2 separate regions of the Mus musculus genome follow, and region 2 is linked to region 1. The links are chromatin contacts, called in public promoter capture Hi-C maps. All regions are on one chromosome and are shown on one strand. Each heading gives the region's core, a stretch centred on a gene start, on an enhancer-like site or on the middle of the called end of the contact. The rest is flanking DNA. Distances are from core to core; before and after follow the strand shown. Region 1 holds the start of Nrarp (Notch-regulated ankyrin repeat protein). Region 2 holds the start of Fbxw5 (F-box and WD-40 domain protein 5).

The links. Promoter capture Hi-C pulls out the DNA fragments that hold promoters and counts their contacts.
Region 2: a contact with region 1 is called in a promoter capture Hi-C map of pre-B cells, with 3 times the contacts expected there. The contact joins the promoter of Fbxw5 here to the promoter of Nrarp in region 1. A contact is called at or near these places in 12 of 39 promoter capture datasets (the C10 cell line, the SN4741 cell line, cranial neural crest and 8 more), 5 of 484 Hi-C or Micro-C datasets (Th1 cells, brain and embryonic stem cells), 3 of 115 datasets of contacts at active chromatin or transcription factors (effector CD8 T cells, memory CD8 T cells and pancreatic cancer cells) and 1 of 9 other capture datasets (liver).

What each region holds. Positions count from the first base shown.
Region 1 is chr2:25,178,170-25,183,269 of GRCm38.p6, forward strand. It overlaps Nrarp (Notch-regulated ankyrin repeat protein), which reads left to right and starts at 2,589. Exons shown (of 1, transcript NM_025980.2): 1 at 2,589-5,100. The coding sequence starts at 2,942. The coding sequence ends at 3,286.
Region 2 is chr2:25,498,240-25,503,339 of GRCm38.p6, forward strand. Fbxw5 (F-box and WD-40 domain protein 5) reads left to right here and starts at 2,511. Exons shown (of 9, transcript NM_013908.5): 1 at 2,511-2,647; 2 at 3,697-3,912; 3 at 4,162-4,319; 4 at 4,632-4,806; 5 at 4,886-5,034. The coding sequence starts at 3,720. It overlaps C8g (complement component 8, gamma polypeptide), which reads right to left and starts at 2,267. Exons shown (of 7, transcript NM_027062.2): 1 at 1,855-2,267; 2 at 1,600-1,736; 3 at 1,350-1,420; 4 at 1,159-1,266; 5 at 775-876; 6 at 666-704; 7 at 411-584. The coding sequence starts at 1,992. The coding sequence ends at 571.

The DNA of each region.
Region 1 (5,100 bases), core at 1,339-3,838:
AGCAGATGGTGGTCAGGATGCTCCTGGACCAGCATTCTTTGGATCAGGCAGGGAATAAAGGTCAGAGTCCAGCATCACAGCCAGAAGGGGGTCTCCTAGATCTCAAGCAAGCATCACAAACACCGGAGCTTAATACTAGGTCCCCTGAGACTCTCTGGGAGCCCCCTTCCCTCCCTCTCTTTGAAAGCGGGGAACAAATGTCCACCTTTTGGAAGTGTCCTCCAGCAAACACTTGGGTGGTGCTTACTAGGAACCAAATGCCCCACAGCCTTCCCCAAGCCCCTCCTTATCTGAGACAGGAAGGCATGGGTGTGGGCCAGAGCATAGCTGTGGTGAAGGAGCACGAGCCAGCCGGGAATCCTGTAACCATCACCTAAGAAGTTCTGTGGGTAGCTGGCCATCCAGCTCCGTCTCAGCTGCACAGTGGTGGTGGCAAGCCAGGCACATCTGTCTGTCCTTTGAGCCTGACACAGGGCAAAATGTCCTCAGGATAAGCTTTTACCACGATAGGACTGCCACACCAGCCATGCTATTCTGCAAGAACTAGCTGAGCCTTCCAGCTCTCACAGCCCCTGTGGTGGGGGCCTGGCGTTCCCACACTGAGCTCACACAGGGCCCCTTTGTCTGCCGCCTGCTGCGGATGTCAACAGGACTTTTCTCCCAGGCTCTGTTCTGGGCAAGCATCTCAGATGCCCTTCCTCAGGCCAGGCTGGAGCCCACCTAGGTAGGGGCCTATCCGGGGACCCATTCACCTTCAAGGAACATCACTGGGCTTGATGAAAGTAAGGCTCTGCTCACCCCCAGGTGTGGTCTCTGATTCCTGCCTGTCTAAAGCTTCCAAGCCCTATGCAAACGCATGAAACCATGGGCCAGCCAGGAATCAGATCCTGTCCTCTTATGCTCCCAGAACTCCCGTTTCTCCCTGCCCACTTTGTTTTGGGTTAGTGTTCTGTGACACAGCCTGCATTGGGGCATCAGTCAGAACCCCCAACTGCACCTCAGTCTACCTGCACGGTGGAGAGAACCATAAGGGTTCCTCTCAAGATCTTGGAACAGTAGCCAAGCAGTGGTAGCGCACGCCTTTAATCCCAGCACTTGGGAGGCAGAGGCAGGCGGACTTCTGAGTTCGAGGCCAGCCTGGTCTACAGAGTGAGTTCCAGGAAAGCCAGGGCTATACAGAGCAACCCTGTCTCGAAAAAAAAAAAAAAAAAACTCTCTGAACAATGAGGTATAAGGTGTGGCTAGGGGACCAAATAGGCAGAACCCAATAGACCAAGGATCCCAAGAAGACTAGAGAGCTTTCCAAGCTGAATACACATGAGATTCAGGTTCTCAGGTTAGCAGAAAAGGAGTGTGACCCTTAAACAAGTTGGCCCGACGGGCGGACATCTGGTGGTCACAGTGGTGGTGGGGGGGGGGTTGCCTACTTTCTCCATTCAATTTAGCTATGGTCCCTCCCCGTGAACATAGTAAGGTTGGGGACATGCCCCGGTGAATATGATACAGTTCTGAGTCTGGGGCAGGAACATCCACCAAAGGAGCGTCCCCAGATGGAGCCTGGCTGGGTGGGCTGCCCAGCTGAGGCTTACAGTTGCCTGCTTGGAATTCCCAGTTAGCTTCAGAAGAAATCAAGCCCTGACGTGCCCTGCCTCCTGCTCTGCAAGTCTTAAGATCATTCCTCCTTAATTTCCAGCAACCACAGCGAAGCTATAAGCCGTAAAACATAATGAGGAAATGTGGAGCCTTGCCTTCCCAGCCAGCGCCAGCACCTCCTGCCTCACTCACGGTCAGTTGTTAAGGGTGGTCAATAAAACGTGGGGCTTATGGCTTGGAAATGAGTCATTTCAGAACTCCCTCAAAGGGCAGTGCTGTTGGTCTCACGAGCCAGCCCTGTGTCTTATATGCTGACACTAAGTAAAGGAAACACATAAGGAGGAGTAGTGACAGACTGGCCACCGAGAAAGAGAGAGAGACAGAGAGAGAGGCAGAGAGAGAGAGATAGACAGAGAGAGACAGAGACAGAGGGGGGAGCGAGCGAGCGAGCGAGCCTGTGCCAGCCTGCCAAAGGAACCCCTACCTACACTGTGGGTAGCTTAGGGGCATGGAGCTCCCTCCATCAGTATGGAGGAGCCAAATGCAATTGCTGCTCAAGCTTCCCCGTAAATTACACTTGAGTAGAAAGGACCAGAGTGATGGAGGACTATACAACCGAGCAGTTCGTGAAATTGCCACCTGTGAACGCCAGGTCCAGGCCTGGGAGTGGCTGCGCAAGGAACTCGCAACTCCCGACATCTATGAAGGAAGAAGAAAACTGCCGAAGGAGCTTATACACCGGAGCAACCAGACCCAGGATCCCGCAGTGGTGCTGGAAAACCCCCGAGGCCTTCTGACCACCCTGGCCAGACCAGACTAGTGCTGGTCAGACCAGCGCCCTCTATCCTGGAGGGAGCTGCAGCACGACCCCGCCTCCGCCCCGCCCCCACGTGGGCACCACCCAATCGAAAGAGCCCTGGTGTGCGCGTCAAGAGCGTCTATTGTTATGCAAATATAAGAACCGTAAAAGACGGCGAGAAGCGGCGGGCGAATTAGAACTATTTTGCAAAGGGACGCGGGTGGAGTTCAGCTGGAGCGAAGCCTAACCTCGAAGGGACCACGACTGCGAGTGTCGCGGCCTCCGGCTGCCCCAGGTTCTGCGAACCAGCACCCAGCCCTGTCGCCCGCCCGCTTGGGCGCGGCTGGATGCAGCAGGGGTCCCGCGCCAGCGGCCCTCGGCCCCGAACGCCCGGAGTGCGCAGGGGCGGCGTGCGGGGCCCGAGGGCGCAGCGCCCTCCATGCGCCGAGGCGTACCTCGAGACACGCCCCGAGACAGCCCGGGGCCCGCACTGCAGCCGCCGCCCGCGCTAAGCCGGGGCGCGGCTCGCAGCCCTAGCTCTGCGGCAACATGAGCCAAGCCGAGCTGTCCACCTGCTCGGCGCCACAGACGCAGCGCATCTTCCAGGAAGCGGTGCGCAAGGGCAACACGCAGGAGCTGCAGTCGCTGCTGCAGAACATGACTAACTGCGAATTCAACGTGAACTCGTTCGGGCCGGAGGGCCAGACAGCACTACACCAGTCAGTCATCGACGGCAACCTGGAGCTGGTGAAGCTGTTGGTCAAGTTCGGAGCCGACATCCGCCTAGCTAACCGCGACGGCTGGAGCGCGCTACACATCGCCGCTTTCGGGGGCCACCAGGACATCGTGCTCTATCTCATCACCAAGGCCAAGTACGCGGCCAGCGGCCGGTGATAGCCACCCGGACTCCGGCCCCTGGCCCCCACCCGCGTCGTCTCTGCTGTACCTTCCCGCCAACTACCTCGGTGTGCGCCAGGTTTGCTGGTCCGCGTGGAAATCGGGCTAAGTCTCTACGTCCGCGGCCACGACCAAAGTAGCGCATCCGTGGACCCCAGGGTTCGGCTCTCCGCAAAAGAGCGCCTCCCCTTGGCAGTCCTCTGAGCCCCGCGGGGCCCCAGAGCCTTCCCACGGCCCCGACCGCCTAGAGGGTGGGGGCGGGGCGCAGGCTCCAGTCCGTTTTGAAATTTGAGTCTCACACCGGGAGACTTCGGAATCCCGAGATACCGGATCCTCCGCTTGAAATGTTTTCTCCGGAAGGTGAAAGGCGCGGGCGGACTCGCGCTCCAGCCGCCGCTCGTGAGACCCGGCCGCTCACAGTGCGGCGCCCGCCGCTGGCAGCCGCCAAACAACCATTACCGGGCTCCACCATCTGCGCGCCCTCGCACTTAGGAAGGGAAGGGGACGCTCCGGGTTCCTGATGTCCTCAACTATTTATCACGTGTGTGTATATTTGTGGGTGAAGTTTGTGCGCCTGAGTTTTTTGTTTGGAAATATTGTGCGTGGTTATGGGAGAAAGATGCATTTTTTTTCCTTTAAAACTAAAAACTTGAGTCTACCATTTTTTGGTTGCACTGAAAATACCGCCTAGCCCTATGGTTTTCCCATTGCTAGCCCCTCCCCCACCGAGTCCCTAATCTTCCACACCTCATTCCTCTTTTCCTCTCCCTGGATTCTGAGTTTAGAGAGCCTAGGATCTGTCTCCCTTTCCCCTCCCGTGAGAGGCCACCATTCCCCACACAGGCTGGTTTAGCAAAGTTCCAAAGGGCTCTTGAAGCCCGCGTGGCTGGGACGTGGGGATTCTGAGAGCATGGTACCCTTCCTAGTGACTTCTATTATAGTTAATAGTCGGTTGCACACTTTTTTAAAAAAGTAAATGAATTTGCCACGATTAAATGTCATAACATTTATGACAGAATATAAAATATTAACATATTTTAAGCCAAGTTTTAGGTGTATTTTTTTGAATCTTGGTTATGAACCCAATTTTAAAGGGCGTTGTATCCAGCGTTGTGAAGGCTGTTGTGTACCCATATTTATATTTTTATAAAATTCCTATAAAGACTGTGAATCTCTCATACTATTGCTGAATGAGTGGAAGGGCTGCTGTGCTCTTTCTGCCTTCCCCAATCCCCATCCCCACCCTCAAACCCTGCTCCAAGGCCCTATTATGATCTGAGGATCCAGCCATGAGGGAGGGGCTGTGCCAAGGACCAGGGCTGGAGGAGGTGCTGGAGCGTCACTGGCTGTCCCAGAAAGGAGACTTCCTGGTTTCTGTGGTTCCAATTTTCTATGCATCTCCATTCCCCTTCTTGTTTTGATCCTGGGAAATAAAAGGGAGGCTGAATTATTCAAATTTAAATGAGGTTTCCCCTTCGTAGAAGTGCTGCTGACCCTGCGTGCAAAAATGGGGAGCACTTGAGGACACAGGTGGGTGGAGCCCTTTGTGCCGCCTGGCCATATTCTTCGGTCTTCTGCGCTTTTATGAACCAGTGTGGGAGGAATAGTGATAATGTCATGAGAATGGCAGACACTGAGACAAGCACAGATTACTTCAAAAGGAGTTCTGTATGGTTTTTCTACACGCAAATGCCTTTTTAATTATGTTAATTAATGTTAAAACGTACTGGGCCTATGTTGAAGCTTCAGATGGGTCCTGGTTGGTCTCTTCTATCTGTATGAAGTCTGTGGCACACTCCTAAGCGTACGAT
Region 2 (5,100 bases), core at 1,261-3,760, 320 kb after region 1:
CCAACCACGTCCTCAAAAACATCCTGGTATCTCCCTAGCAAGTGCCCCTGGGCCTCTGGCTCTTTAGCCTCCAGGGTCAAGGATTAGGAGGGGTCTAAAGGGCTTCTTGGTAGGCCTACGCCCCTCTCCAGGGAAGATACCCTAGCAGGACCCTGAGTCCCACCCCACCCCCATGGGCACTAAGCCAGAGCAGAGGGCTGGGGTTGGAGAATAAGGGAAGGTATGTGTCCTCATTGCAGAGAGGAACAGGCTCAGGGAGAGAGCAAGAACTCAGTGCTGTTTCTAGCCCCACCACCCTAGGACAGAATCCTCAAATAGCCAAGGTGTGTGTGTGTGTGTTCGCACGCAAATTCCCTTCGCACCTGGGCCTGGTGGAACTCCTATCCAGGTTGACAAAAAACGACAAAAGACCCAGGGCCAAGTCTGATGTTTAATGAAAAGACCTAGGACAACAGAGCTGTATGAAGGGGTGCTTCTGGGGACAGAAAGGAGAGACTCCAAGAGTGCATTCAGGATGCTCAGAACTCTCTGAGGGTAGCCCACTGTCCACAGCTTCTCCACTAGATGGCCTTATCGCGGCACCTCTGCAGTAGATAAAAACCTTAGCAGGGGCAGGAAAGACCTTGACCACAGCCCTTCACTGCTCTGCCCTACTGACCACTCACCGTTCAGGATGTGTAATTGGTCCGCAGTCTCGCAGAAACCTAGGGGCCCAGGCAGTAGTAAGAGGGGGTCGGGCGTCACCCAGGAGGGTCACGGGCTGGGGACACTCACCATACTTGGGAAAGAAAAGAATCTGATCTTCTGTCAGGTTGGCTTCCCTGACTCGCCGCTCAAACACATCCAGGACAGAGTCATTCACTGGCAGTGAGCGGACTGTGGGGTAGGCAGAGTTCCAGTGCTTTCAACATGGCAGGGAACCCAGGACACACAGCCAGGTCAGCTGTGTGTCCCTGCCCCATCCAGTTCCCACCCCATCCCATGTGTAGCTGTTCATCAAGGGTGCCTACTGCCAAGAGTATGGGGATAGAAAAGGAATGAGAAGGGGTGTGTGTCCATCTGGGGACGCCCTGTCCATCAAGGTGGACCTGGAGGATGCAGAGCACAGGTCATGTGTGAAAAGCACAGGCCATGTATGATCACAGGACTAGTCCGCACCGTATAGTTTCACAGACAGCTTCCTTCCCTGTTCCAGGTACAGGATGGCAAAGCTCTGATAGTCAGTCTCAGCAACCACCATATGCACTGGTCCACGGGCCCGTGAGACTGCGGCAGAACCACAACAGCACATCAGTCCTTTCCCCTCTGCCTCCAGCCCAGAGCCCTCTCCCTTGATGCCCCTGCCTCACCTTGGAACAAGAAGCGGCCAGGGACCCCTGTGTTCTCAAAGAGTTGGCGTACCTGCCAACATATCCCATCTCTGGGGAGGGGAAGAAGGTATGTCATAAGAGGAGGCACCCAGACTCTAGGAACCCCAACCCAGGAGAGGCCATATGGGATAGCTATCTAGGCCACAGAAGAGCTAGAGATGAGGTTTAGAGTCAGGAGGGCAGAGTAAGATGGGCTCAGGGGCTGGGATGAAGTCCTGCTGGGACTCACAGCTTTCGGAAGGTGCTGACAGCCATAGCTGCACCCTGGGGAGCTGCGTGCAATGTGGTGGCCTCAGCTCGGTGTCCCTGCTCCTGAAGAAAGCGGCACGAAGAGCCCACAGCCACCAGGAGCCATGTCCCTGCAAACTGGAAGTTGACTATGAGTGCTCAGGACTGGGGAAATGGGGCACCCTGGACCAATCCCGCCAAGCTAGGCAGGTTCTTATTGCTCTTTTACCTACCCCCACTCACTCCCAGATTTTACCTTCTGAGCACTGAAATTGACCTGGGCCTGGATAGTGCTGATGGGGGAGGTAGACCCAATAGGCTTTCGAGTCCTTTGGCCCAGCGAACTGGCTGTCAAGAGCAGGGTGAAGAACAACACAGCCCCTGGAGACAGCATGGCCAACCTGCTACGGACAGTAGGTGACAGGACAGCGAGGTGGAGGGGTGCACTGTCCTAGGTCAGAGTCCACTGTCCAGTGCCACAGGAAGCACAGTCCAGGAAGTCCACATCTGTCTTCCGATTACTGAACCCCTAACCCAAGCCAGGGTCCATCCTAGAACCTAGCCTTGATAGGAGCTGGGCATTGTGTCCCAAGTGCAAAGTTAAGAGTTGACCTCTGCACCCCTATTTCCACTTGTGGTCAGTGCTCAACCCTATGCATGCAATAACTGTCTTTAACTCCACAACCAACAAGAACGTGCTCATAAAGTCACTTGTTCAAAGCCCAGCAGCAGAGAGAGCAGAGGCAGAGTCTCGAACCGGCCCAGCTGAGCCTGGCTCAATCCTCCGTCCTTTAGGGTAGCCAGGAGTGAGTACTGTTCTGTGAGTCAGAACGCTCGGAAAGTAAGAGTTTGCGCAGGCGCATAAGAAACGCTGGCTGCTAGTCGGAGCCTGAGGCGCAGGCGCAAGACGGGGAAGGGGGGGGGGGGGGAACGGTCCATCGATGCCTCGGGGCTCTCAGCGTCGAGCCTGGCGCCTCCATAAAGACGTGGAGGTGGAGACTAGAGCGGCGGCGGAAGCCGGGCGCAGCGCAGCGGGCAGAGGCACCGCGGTGAGTCCCGGCTTTGGCCCCGCCGTGCTCACTCACCTGTGTCATCTGCCCTGTCCCCAGTCACCAGCCTTGTGCCCCATTACTCCCAGTCCTGCATTCACCAGCCTTCTGCCACCTTCGGTGTCCCTTGTCCCCGATCGTGGCCTTCGTTTATTTTCTCGGGCCTGGTCCCGGTCATGGGCCTCGCTCTGCCTTGTCCTACTTTAACTGGCTTTTGTCACCTTCACGGGCTTTGTTCACTGTCACCATATTTTTTTCCTGCAATGTCTACACTTGTACAGCCTTTGGTGGCCTTATCTGGCCAGTGATGGCCTTGGCAGGTTGACGTCGTCCCAATCCACCCTCCGGTGTTCAGTGGGTGAATGAAGGAGCTGCTGCCCACTCTAGCTAAGCAGCAAAGCGTGGTCCCTGATGTCTCCTCTGACATTCAGAAACCCCAATCACTCTTAACCACCCTCCTGGCCAGGCTGTCTCCTGAGTCCAGAACGACATATGCCACTGGCTAGCAGGAACCCCTTCTCAGAAGAAAGTCAGCCTTGGCCTGAAGTCCTATAGCAGCAAGGTCAAAGACAGGGTGGGCTGCTAAACCTTGGACCTGCCAGTTTGAGCAGCCCAGACCTGTTTGCTTGTCTTGTGCTCACCTGCCTCCCTGTGCCCTGTAGCATTGGGGAAGGCATCAAAGGCCCCCACCTGGAAAGTGGGGCTGCCCCCCACTTCGCAGGTTCTACCTGGCCTAGTAGTACTCAGGGGCTTGCTGTCTGGTCCAGCAAGTCCTTTGGTGTCCTGGAGAATGTAAGGTGGTGCAACGTTACTGCCTGGGTCCTTCAAGAAGTGTTGGGTCTGTGGTGGGGCAGTGCTACTTGTACACACAAAGAGAGATGCACACATCCCTCCCCTCCCCCCGCACATGCTCAGTGCAGTGGAATTCTCCGGTGGGCAGTTGGTGGGGCTAGCTAGGACTGCCATGTCTGGAACCCCAGACTATCAGTCTCTCCCTGGGGTTGGCGATGAGGAGGCTTGGGTTCAGAGCCGCCACTGGTGGGTTTCAGGACCGTCTGGGCAGAATGTCACGATGGATGAGGGGGGCCTGCCCCTGCTCCCCGACAGCCTTGTCTACCAGATCTTCCTGAGTTTGGGCCCTGCAGATGTGCTGGCTGCTGGGCTGGTATGCCGCCAATGGCAGGCTGTGTCCCGGGATGAGTTCTTATGGAAGGAGCAATTCTACCGCTACTACCAGGTGGCTCGAGATGTGCCCCGCCACCCAGGTCAGTACACACACCCCTAAACCTGCTGGCTCAGGGCAGGGGCTCATGGCCCAAGGACACACGGGCCATATTGGGGAAGAGGGAGTCTCTGTGAGCAGAAGGGTGCCCCCTGTGGCTGAGACCTAATTAGTGAGTCGTGAGTTCCAGAGTCCCTACAAAACATCTCCCAGTAGCCATGCTGTCTGTCGGCTCTCAATCTTGACTAGTGAGGGAGCCTTGCATGCAGGAGTGACACTATATTGCCCACAGCGGCCACATCCTGGTATGAGGAGTTCCGGCGGCTCTATGACATGGTACCCTGTGTGGAGGTGCAGACACTGAAGGAGCACACTGACCAGGTCCTGCACCTCAGCTTCTCCCACTCGGGGTACCAGTTTGCCTCCTGCTCCAAGGACTGCACGGTGAAGGTGAGGGTGCCTCTCCCATGCAGCAGAACTCAGTGGGAAGAGAAGCCAATGGTGAGAGAAGCAGAGAGGGCCACATAGTGCCTGGAGGCCTGCTCTGGACCACACAAGACCCAAAGCTTAGAACAGCTCTAATCTCTAGCTCCCAGGGTCAGCCCTCTACATTGGTACGATGTCATAAGAGTGGGTGGTAAAGACCTAGGCCAAGGTTCTTGCCCCATGAGGACCCAGAACCCTCAATGGAGAAGAGTCAGGATTTGCTGTGCTGCCAGAGTGAACTGGCCTGGTAATTACCCTGCAGCCTTTCTGGAACAGATCTGGAACAACGACCTGACCATCTCACTGCTGCACAGTGCAGATATGAGGCCATACAACTGGAGTTACACCCAGTTTTCCCAGTTCAACCAGGATGACTCACTGCTGCTGGCCTCAGGGGTGTTCCTGGGGCCACATAACTCCTCCTCAGGCGAGATAGCTGTCATCAGCTTAGGTAAGTGTGGGCATTGGGTTGGGCTACCTGTCCCATTGTGCCCTGCCAGCAGTCTGCCCAGCTGTGGCCTTCCCCCCAGACTCCTTCGCCCTGCTGTCCCGTGTGCGAAACAAGCCCTATGATGTGTTTGGCTGCTGGCTCACAGAAACCAGCCTCATTTCGGGGAACCTGCACCGCATTGGAGATATCACCTCCTGCTCAGTGCTGTGGCTCAACAATGCCTTCCAGGTTCAGACCGGGACAGGGACAGGCTGGGCAGACAAGTGGGGTAGGGCAGGGAAATAGAGAAGAAGG